2 separate regions of the Mus musculus genome follow, and region 2 is linked to region 1. The links are chromatin contacts, called in public Hi-C maps. All regions are on one chromosome and are shown on one strand. Each heading gives the region's core, a stretch centred on a gene start, on an enhancer-like site or on the middle of the called end of the contact. The rest is flanking DNA. Distances are from core to core; before and after follow the strand shown.

Region 1 (4,764 bases), core at 914-3,413:
CAGCGAGCAGCTTGGAGGTGAATTCTGTGACTCTTCGCATTTTCATAGATGTGTCTGAATGAGCAAATTCTACACTGCTATTGTCAAACTGTTTTTCTGCCTTGAAGGAATCTGCTTTGCATTTTAACAGGTGCCATACTAAAAGGTCTATTTTACAGATCCAAAGATATGACCAGGATATTTAAAATGCTCTCTGGGGTTGGTTTTGGAAAAGTGTTCAGAATGAAAATTTTGAACCCTATAGCAGCACTTTTTTTTTGTTCCCTAAAAATATAAAGTAATGTGTTTATTTTACAGGAAACCAGAAGTCGAGGCAGAGCGTGGTCACTGGTTCCACTGCACTTGATTGTCCCTCTAGGATGGCACAGCAGGGCGTTCCATTCCAAGGGGCCAGTGCACTGCAGGGGCCTCCAGAGACCACACAACCCCGGAGGCTGAGAAGTGGCGAGGTCTGAGCAGGAAGTGGGTATTGCGTAACCCCCTCCTTCCAACTTCTTAGGAGAAGGATCCAAGCACGTATCTGTGCACACAAATTCTACACAGCGCAAACACCTGAATCTGGTGTACTACAGACGGCTGGGCAAGCAAGTGTAAAAAGAAACGGAAACTGTATAGGAGGGGACAGAAAGGAACTGGTGACTACTACAGTCCTTTTCATGCTACGTGGAGTCATATCTGTTGAGAAATGAAAGAGAGAACACAGGCATTAGTGGTCAGCAGATTCACTCCTCAGACGTCTGTTTCAGTCTAGACATTTTGAGTAGAGCTGTCCAATACAAGTACAACTCGAGCCTCTTATTTTATTTCTTTCAGAATCTGCATTAAAAGGTAAAACTGAAGGGAAAACCTAATCTCAAGGATACGTTTTTGTAGTTCAGTATTAAAATACGACTTCAATATGTACGAATGCTGCTATTCTTCACAACAGTGTTGCCACTGCGGGACTGGCACATACTCCACCGTGCGTGTGCTCAGCCTGATGTCTCCTGCTCGCCCTCACTGCTTCTCAGTTGAGACTCGGCTAACATGATGGATAACAGAGCTTCCTCCATCCTGCATCTAAGTATTTTGTCCTGACCCAGTCACGGTAGTCTCTTCCAAAAGTCAGTACATTCTGCATCTGTGTGCCATCGGAATAGCACAAAGCACTTCCTGTCCCAGGGGACAATCAGACATCACTCATTAACCAGGACACACATCACCAGGCAGGTCAGGCATGGTCCTGACCCAGGCATTCTACAAAGAGAGAACTGATTTGAAAGTGTGTTCCACACCAATGGTGTCATGAAGATTTCAGTACAGCACCCGCTTCCAGTTTACTCTCAGTAGAGGTCTGTCCATCTGACCTTGGGCAGGTCCCCAGGGTGGGAGTCTTCGACCTCTCCTGACTAGAAACCAGCCCTGAGTCATCTTCCACTAACTCTTGTAAGCTTGACACTCAACATAGCAAAAGAGTCAACCCCTGGCAGCATCATGGGGCCCTGACCCATCTGTAATCTGCCCTGTGGGTTTCTGGCAGAGGTCCTGGAACCCTCGGGCTGAAGGAAGGAACCCAATGGGCAGGCACAGCCTTGTCCTAGGAAGCTAAAGGAAGTGGCACAACAGGAAATATGATGGAGCCAAAGTAAAACTCATCTGCTCCCGAGTTTGAACAAGACTCCATAACCTGACACACTGTACTTCCTGTTTGCCTCCAGCCTCTGTCCACCTGTGAGGCCTCACAGCCCTGCCACAGTACTGTCTCCAAGTTGTTTCTCTACAGCCTCCTCATTCAGAATAGTGGAAGCAGCACTACATATTTTGTGTAAATAAACACAACATAAATTATGCATGAATACAGAAAAAGGAAAGAGGAGCATGGAACAGAAGAGAAACCTGGCAGGTGAGGGGACAGTTCGTGCTTTCTAAGAACAGCCATTTCTCCTGGACCCACAGAGTAAATATGCAGGAATCTCAGTCTGTCATTTCCCATGCTTACAACCATCCTGATTAAAGGGAGTAGAAACAACCTTTGATGATAATCTTGTATTTTTAGAAGTTACAGAGAGATAAAGCAGTTTATAGGAAGGATGAGTCTCACATTTGACCTTTCTTGAGAGTTTGTCCTTCCTGCTGAGTGCAGAATGATGCAGTCATTTACAATCTACTGTGAGCTGAAAACCAAAGGAAGGCTTTTGGAGAGCAGCACCGAGATCCTACTTCACCTGAGGGTTTGTTCCTTCAAACGCACCATCCCACTGGGCAGAAGGGATTGGTCTTCCTGTGTACCTGCAGGCAGGGAGGTGCTGGCTGCAGACCTTACCTGGAGACTATGGCCTACAGCAATGACAGCAGCCAACCCATGTTGACACAGGAAGCATTCAGCACACAAATGCTGTGGCCCAGCCTCAAGAACTCCAGCAGACCATGAAGGGAGGAGATTTCCACTAGAAAGATGGTATTCAAGTCCCACACTGCACCCCCGCCCCCCAGTACAAGTTCCAGCACGTTTGGGCTGACAGCTTGAAAGAAACGGGGGCCACAATGGAAGCTTACTTTATTCACTTCAGGGGCAGTGAGAAAGGTGGACTGTGACAGGCTGCTGAATGGAAAAGCAGATCTGCTTCTGTTATGCTCCTTGCCCAGGCCTGTAGAAGAGACGCTCTCTCACCCAGCAGTAGCAAGGGACCAGGTCAAGAGACCAGGCAGTGCACTGACCCGAGGCTCAGCCAACCTGAGGCCAGCAATTCAGAGTGGGGACCTGTGGCCAGATTTAGAAGGAAATAAAATCACCTTGCTCTAGAAGGGGTGGAGAAGGCTGAAGAAAGAAGCTAATTATACACAGAAGGGTTTTGCAAGACATATTTGGACTCCAACCCTCAACTTTGGCTTTTGAAACTGCTTGCAGTAGATTTAAGCTTAATCCAAACAGTACATAGTTTTATCTTTCCCTGCGCCTTTCTACAGTTCAATCCCCATTTATAAGAATTACCAGTTGCCTTTGCTTATCGTGGCGATACAATCTGCCACGGAGGAACCGTTCCGCATTTTTGACCAGGAGAAGTGCATAACCCAGACTACTGAAGCAAGGTCTTCCTGGTGCCACCGCGTCGCCTTCTGAGTTCTGGGTGGTAGTCTCCAGGCCACCAGCAGTGCCCACCTCAGGTCCCTCTGTCCTGGTCCCTACAGACACACTACTTTCCTTTTGACCTCACAACAGCTATAAGATTAGTACTCTAAAGGTCAAGTTTGGCTAAGTTCTTGTCTGGGTTTCCTTTAATGCCTTCCATATTGTCCTGTCAGACTCCTACATAAGGACCCTTGTATCCCTTGAATCCTTTCTCGAAACAGCCAAGAATCTTCTCTGAAGTGATAAGGGTAGCTGTTGTCTTCATATACTCCAGGCAAGGCCATGCAGAGAAACAGATGCACAAGCAGACCCGAGAAGTAGCTGCTATCCATTAAAGGAGACAAAGAGGTCTACGAAAATGTAAAATAATGCCAATTAGCTGAGGGTTTTTTTTTAAAAAAACGAATCTTTCCTTAAAAATGCTAGTTATGCCTGCACTCATATGCACATACCAACATAAAGACATGCAGACACATAACTAAATAAAAATCAATTGCTTATAAAGTAAAGGGGCTAGAGAGATGGTTCAGTGGTTAACCATTGTTAACCACTATTGTTCTTGCAGAAGACCAGAGTTCAGTTCCCAGCACCCTCCTCAGCCAGTTCACTCACCCATCACTCACCCGTCACTCACCCGTCACTCACTAGTCACTCACCCATCACTCACTAGTCACTCACCCATCACTCACACATCTGTTATTCCAGATCCAAGAGATTTAAATCCTCTTCTGGCCTCTGTACTCATGTGTACATTCCCACACACAGATACACACAAAATTAAAAATTTAACTTTTTATTAAAAAAAATGTTCACTTCTGGTAACTTACGTAAGTGAATCATTCATTTAATGCTTTAGTTTTTAAATTGTATGATACATGTGACAAATAGACACTAAAGCCTCTGATACCACTGATCCTCTCGAAGGATACACAAGGTATCCAAAGTCAAAACTTCAAGAACGGGCACACAGAAGCTCCAAGTTCCTGGTCTCAGGCCCACCTTGGTTTGGCCCTTCTGTTTGGAACACAGAATAAGAAGCCTGGTTAGGTGGTGTGAGCATGTGCAGAAACAGCAGAGAAACAGGAACAGAGGCTGCTTCGTCCACTAACCACTGACTCCTGTGGACCCACGAGGTAACTGGAAAGTCGGACGAAAACATGGTGTCTGGGTCTTTTGTGCCTTCCTGCTTTCTTTTGCATCCTCCACATACCTCTTCAGTTTGGCACGTTAGCTGCTCACAGAGCTCGGTCTAACCTAGCTCATCCCCTTTCAAGACTAAAGGCACAGCGATGCCATTGTCCAAATGGAGTTTCAGGAAGAGGAAAACCCTCATGATAACTCTCTTACCCCCTAACTTGCTACCCTGAAGCACTGCATCCGTGGACCCCCTTTTGCTACCTGAAGGCAATTATCCATGAGGGTCTTGATGGCTATACTCTGAAATAGAAGTGACCATCTCCTGGGAAACACTGGCCCCGCCAGCAATAAGGGCCTCTGTGGATCTCCCTCCAGAACCAGAACTGACACAAACCAGACCACATCTTGCCCAGGACCTGCTCATCTCTGCATACACCTCTTTCCTCCAGACCCAGTTCTCCCTGTGTGTAAATGTACAACTTATGCCAAGCACCCTGAGACAGACTTGGAGTCAGTGG
Region 2 (4,764 bases), core at 1,606-4,105, 71 kb before region 1:
CTACTTACCTACTATGTTTTTAAATAGCTCACTTCTTGTACATATTTATGCTTAATTAAAACTCTTCCTCCCCTGCTTCTCTCTCCTCGAAGTCAAGAGGGTTCAAATAAAACCCCAGATTGCTGACCTCGTGGCAGCTGAAGCAAATGAGAGATGGTATCAGCTCTAGACAGGTCATCTGTGACCTCTACATAGTTCAGAGAGGGGATGGTTCCTGTGAGAGAATTTTAAAAGGCCTCCTTCTTTTCAGGTCAACATGACTTCTGACAGGTAGTTCATGAGCTGGGCTTTGACAATGTTGAGCCCTTGACCTGACGATGTGAAGCAGTGCTCCCAGCTCCACATGGTGATTTGCCCAGCACATCCAGAGCTCCACAGACTTTCACTCCCTAGTCCCTTTTCAGTCCCAGCTCTTGGGCTGTGCAGTCACTCGACCAACAGTGCATCATGGGGGTGTAGAAGGAGACTATATTAGAGACAGAGCATCATTAGCAGTTCCTTTGAGGTTTCCCAGAATCCTCCAGGTGAGGCAGTGATGAATGGCCGAGTAAATGGCCAACTTGGAAGTATGCCTCTTTTGCCAATGGCATGCTAATGAACTTCAAGTCAAGGTGAGTTACTGAAACCAGCAGACCTAACAAGAGGGTTAAAACACTGGACAGTCTGAAGACACAGCTCTGCCCTGAGAAAGCAGGGCATTAACAAGGTTGGTTCAAACAATGGATGTGTAGATTTCAAACAGCAGAAAGAGCTGGGTGCAGGAGAGACTAGGGTTTGCACAGAAAGGAAGCAGATTGTTTGCTTTGGGGTTTTTGTTTTGTTTTGTTTTCCATGCTGAATGCAGGATAACGGAAGCCCTGCATTCATGGGTATTTTTAAAATCATTTTTTATATTTAAATAAGATCTCATCATGTCTCCAAGGCAAGCTTCCACCACATGCCCCATCTCCTTAGTACTGGGATGATAATGTGTGCCACCACAAGCATGGGTCTTTTTAAGTATTCCAAATTACTAGCAAATTCAACGACTGCTTCGTTTCATGTGTGGCCACTGGTAGATATCCCATGCTTCAGGGGATTTTGCCATACTCATCTACATACCAGCAATACTCATTGGACTTAGTTAATTATTAGGTACTTTTCTGTTGTTGTGAGAAAATACCATGTCCAAAATTGACTCAGGAAAGAGTTTATTTTGGCTTACAGTTTCAAAAGAATAAAATCTTTCATGGGATTAAAGACAGGGCAGCAGAAAGAGGAAGGCTGATCCACCCAGAGGAAGTAGTCAGCATGAACAGGGAGGGGCAATATAAAGCCCAGAGCTCACCCACGGCCACCTACTGCCTCCATCAAGGCTCTAGCTCACAAAGATTCTATACTCTCTCCATAAACTGGGAGCTGACGTTCAAATATACAAATTATGATGGTTTGAATAATAATGGCTCCCAAAGGCTCCTAGATTCGAATGCTTAGTCTAGAGAAAATGGCTCTATTAGAAGGGATTAGGAGGTGTGATCTTCTTGGAGGAAGTATGCCACTGAGAGTGGGCTTTGAGGTTTTAAAAGCCCAAGCCAAGCTCAGAGTCGCTCCCTTCCTGCTGACTGCAGGTTCAGATGCAGAACTCTCAGCTACTTCTCCAGCCACATTGTCAGCCTACTTGCCGTCATGCACGACTCCATGATGAAAATGGACTAAACCTCTAAAACTGTAAGTGAGCACCAATTAAATACTTTCTTTTTAAAGAATTTTGTGATGGTGGTGTCTCTTCACAGTAATAGAACACTGACTGACTAAGACACAAGCCTATTCTCATTCAAGTCACCACAGTGAGGAAGAAGGAGAAGAAGAAGAAGAAGAAAGAAGAAAGAAGAAAGAAGAAAGAAGAAAGAAGAAGAGGAGGAGGAGGAGGAGGAGGAGGAGGAGGAGGAGGAAGAAGAAGAAGAAGAAGAAGAAGAAGAAGAAGAAGAAGAAGAAGAAGAAGAAGAAGAAGAAGAAGAAGAAGAAGAAGAAGAAGAAGAAGAAGAAGAAGAAGAAGAAGAAGAAGAAGAAAGATATGAGGTTGAGAGGAATATCAGGGTCAGGGACAGGGTAGTCCCATACATAAAATTAATAAGTCTTTTTGAGAGAGAGAGAGAGAGAGAGAGAGTGAGAGAGAGAGAGAGAGAGAGAGAGAGAGAGAGAGAGAGGTTGAGAAATAAGTTGGTAGGAGAGTTCTCACAGCAGAAACTTGAATCTGAACACAATGAGCTCAGAGTAGCCTTTGCTACCCCCAGCTGAGCATGCCCTATGAGGCTGATGAACTTGGGCAACAGCTGCGAGGCAAGCACGGTGCCAACACCACAGAGCTGGGCCCAGTGAACTTATATGTGGGCAATCCTAGGCTGGCAGTTGTGCTATGACTCGAAAGAAATTAAGGTTTCAAAATCTCCGGGTTTAATATGTGTATTCGGAAACATTGAGACATTGAGAACAGAGTCATTCCACCTGAGACTAAGCTTGTCTCTGGTCCCACACATAGAGTCCTGAAAACTCCAGATGGTTCAAAATGGACCCAGCTACTTATTGCCATCAGTTAGGACTCACTTCATGACATGCAGTTTGTGGCAGCTGCCAGCCTTAGAATTAACTACTAGGTTCCAAGATGGAGGGAACATGGGTTCCCTCCTATTGGCACTCATGTGATCCTACCCGGAGAGAAACCGTGCATGGTTCAGAGCCCTTATCCTCTGTAGGAAGCAGATGGGAGAGAAGCGTGGCTTTCCTCAGTCAAAGGGCCAGCAGCCAAGCTGTCTGTCACACAGAACACCAAGTACAGGCAGCCAGCGGAGCCTCAGGCTCAGCTCATAGCCAGTTGCAGATGGGAGTGTTAATGGTCGCTGGCCCCAGGAACCATTTACTTAAGCAATTGTTTTGGCAGCCGGTGAGGAATGCAGAAGGAATTTTAAGCTACTGGTCATTGCTATGACAGTTTACTATGTAGGAAGCCAAACCTACTAGAGAGCCTTGTTAAAGTGCAGGACATGACCTGCATCCAAGTCCTGTCATCTTACATTTATCTCAAGCTGTCCACTAGATACACACATACACACACGCACATACACACACATGCATAAATTTACACACACACATACACACTCAAACATATATACACACATACATACTCACACATATACTCACTCATACACACACATACACACACATACTCATACACACACATATACATACACATACACACTCACACATATACAAACACATACATACTCACACATATAAATACACACAAATTGTGATCACACAGTAAACTATTATGAGTAAGTTGTATATAAAATCAGACCTATTTACAAATCTCCTTGGTCATGTTCTACAGAACTCACACGGGAAAAAAACAGATTCAAAACATGGATCAAAACAGCCTGCAAATGTCAAAAATTAGAACAACTTCAACATTGGTACTCACTAACAAGGCGCCCTGAAGTCAGGCAGCAAGCATGGGCCTGGGACTTCTTTTTCCACCTCAAAATCAAACAAAGGACAAAGTTAACATTTAGAGTTTGTAATTTTTGAGATCTTTGAAAGATGGCAACTCAATAGGATGAGAAATGCAATTTTAGCTCTTCAGTGACACATATTATGTCTGTGCCAATAGAAATCATGGGAGGAGCTGAAGAAAGCACTAGGTCTAACCCCCAGGGCTCCATTTCTAAAAGGCACATTGATATTCAAGTGCTGCAGAGGCAAGAACCTCCCTGAGGCTGGCCAGAGCAGTGACAATATTTGTCTCAAAAAAAAAAAAAAAAAAAAAAAGGATTGTACCTGAAGAATACCTGAAGTGTCTCTTGGCCTTCACACCCACACACAGAATAATCATACAGAGTAAGATAGTAAGATGAAAAATTCCTCAAGGAAACTGCCAGAGTTTAGATTCATGCATGCTTATGTTTGTCACAAATCGACCAACATCCATGTTCTTTGCCAAAGTTGATAATTCAACCTAATGGATTCTAAAGGTCTTTTGTTTGTTTGGTTGGTTTGGTTTGGTTTTTCCAGACTAGGAAAGCTCTCGTGGTCCTAGAACTTGTTTTGTAGACCAGTCTGGCTTCCAAGTCAGAGAGATCCACCTGCCTCTCTGCCTCTGCCTCTGCCTCTGCCTCTGCCTCTGCCTCTGCCTCTGCCTCTGCCTCTGCCTCTGCCTCTGCCTCTGCCTCTGCCTCTGCCTCTGCCTCTGCCTCTGCCTCTGCCTCTGCCTCTGCCTCTGCCTCTGCCTCTGCCTCTGCCTCTGCCTCTGCCTCCCACGTGCTGGGATTAAAGGCATGTGCACCACTACCCAGCTTCAAAAGGCCATTTTTGCATATTCTTATAACTTCATTTTTATCTCTGATGACCACCAGATCCACAAGTTGTTTTCTTTACTTACAGCTATTTCAAAATCCATGCAGTCTACCTTCTAGAAGATATAAGGATTTCCACAGCTCTGGGAATGACATGTGTAGTTATTTAGGGTCTGACAACATCCAATTCAGGTGACTTGCTGGGTGGCCAAGTTAGCAAAACAAACACGGGATTCTCAGTCAAATTTGAGTTTCAGACAAACAACCAGTCATTTTGTACAAGCTAGACTTGGTATCCTATCCTTTCCTTGGCAAAGATGCTACCCCTCCGCAAGCGTCCCTGGACACGGTGTGTACAAGAAGATAGTTTTAGCCGTCTGCAGAAGAGCTTGCAACTTGAGCAGGCGCAGTGCTGTGCCAAACACAGCCTACTTCT

Evidence for each region. A called contact is a pair of places that touch in the nucleus more often than the background predicts.
Region 2: a Hi-C map of 3T3-L1-derived adipocytes shows a contact between it and region 1, with 3 times the contacts expected there. The contact joins two enhancer-like sites. A contact is called at or near these places in 9 of 484 Hi-C or Micro-C datasets (3T3-L1-derived adipocytes, CD4 T cells, bone marrow-derived DN2 thymocytes and 5 more) and 1 of 115 datasets of contacts at active chromatin or transcription factors (memory CD8 T cells).

Annotation. Positions count from the first base shown.
Region 1 is chr2:49,767,075-49,771,838 of GRCm38.p6, reverse strand. Kif5c (kinesin family member 5C) reads right to left here. Exons shown (of 26, transcript NM_008449.3): 26 at 1-675. Among named protein-coding and RNA genes, the nearest start is that of Lypd6b, 18 kb to the left of the region's middle. Within about 2 kb of position 2,163, at least 12 of the 459 cell types and tissues checked have an H3K27ac peak or open chromatin away from gene starts, as enhancers often do. A contact at or near this core is called in 3T3-L1-derived adipocytes, where this site is marked.
Region 2 is chr2:49,838,837-49,843,600 of GRCm38.p6, reverse strand. All of the region lies in intron 1 of Lypd6b (LY6/PLAUR domain containing 6B), which reads right to left. Among named protein-coding and RNA genes, the nearest start is that of Lypd6b, 54 kb to the right of the region's middle. Within about 2 kb of position 2,855, at least 41 of the 459 cell types and tissues checked have an H3K27ac peak or open chromatin away from gene starts, as enhancers often do. A contact at or near this core is called in 3T3-L1-derived adipocytes, where this site is marked.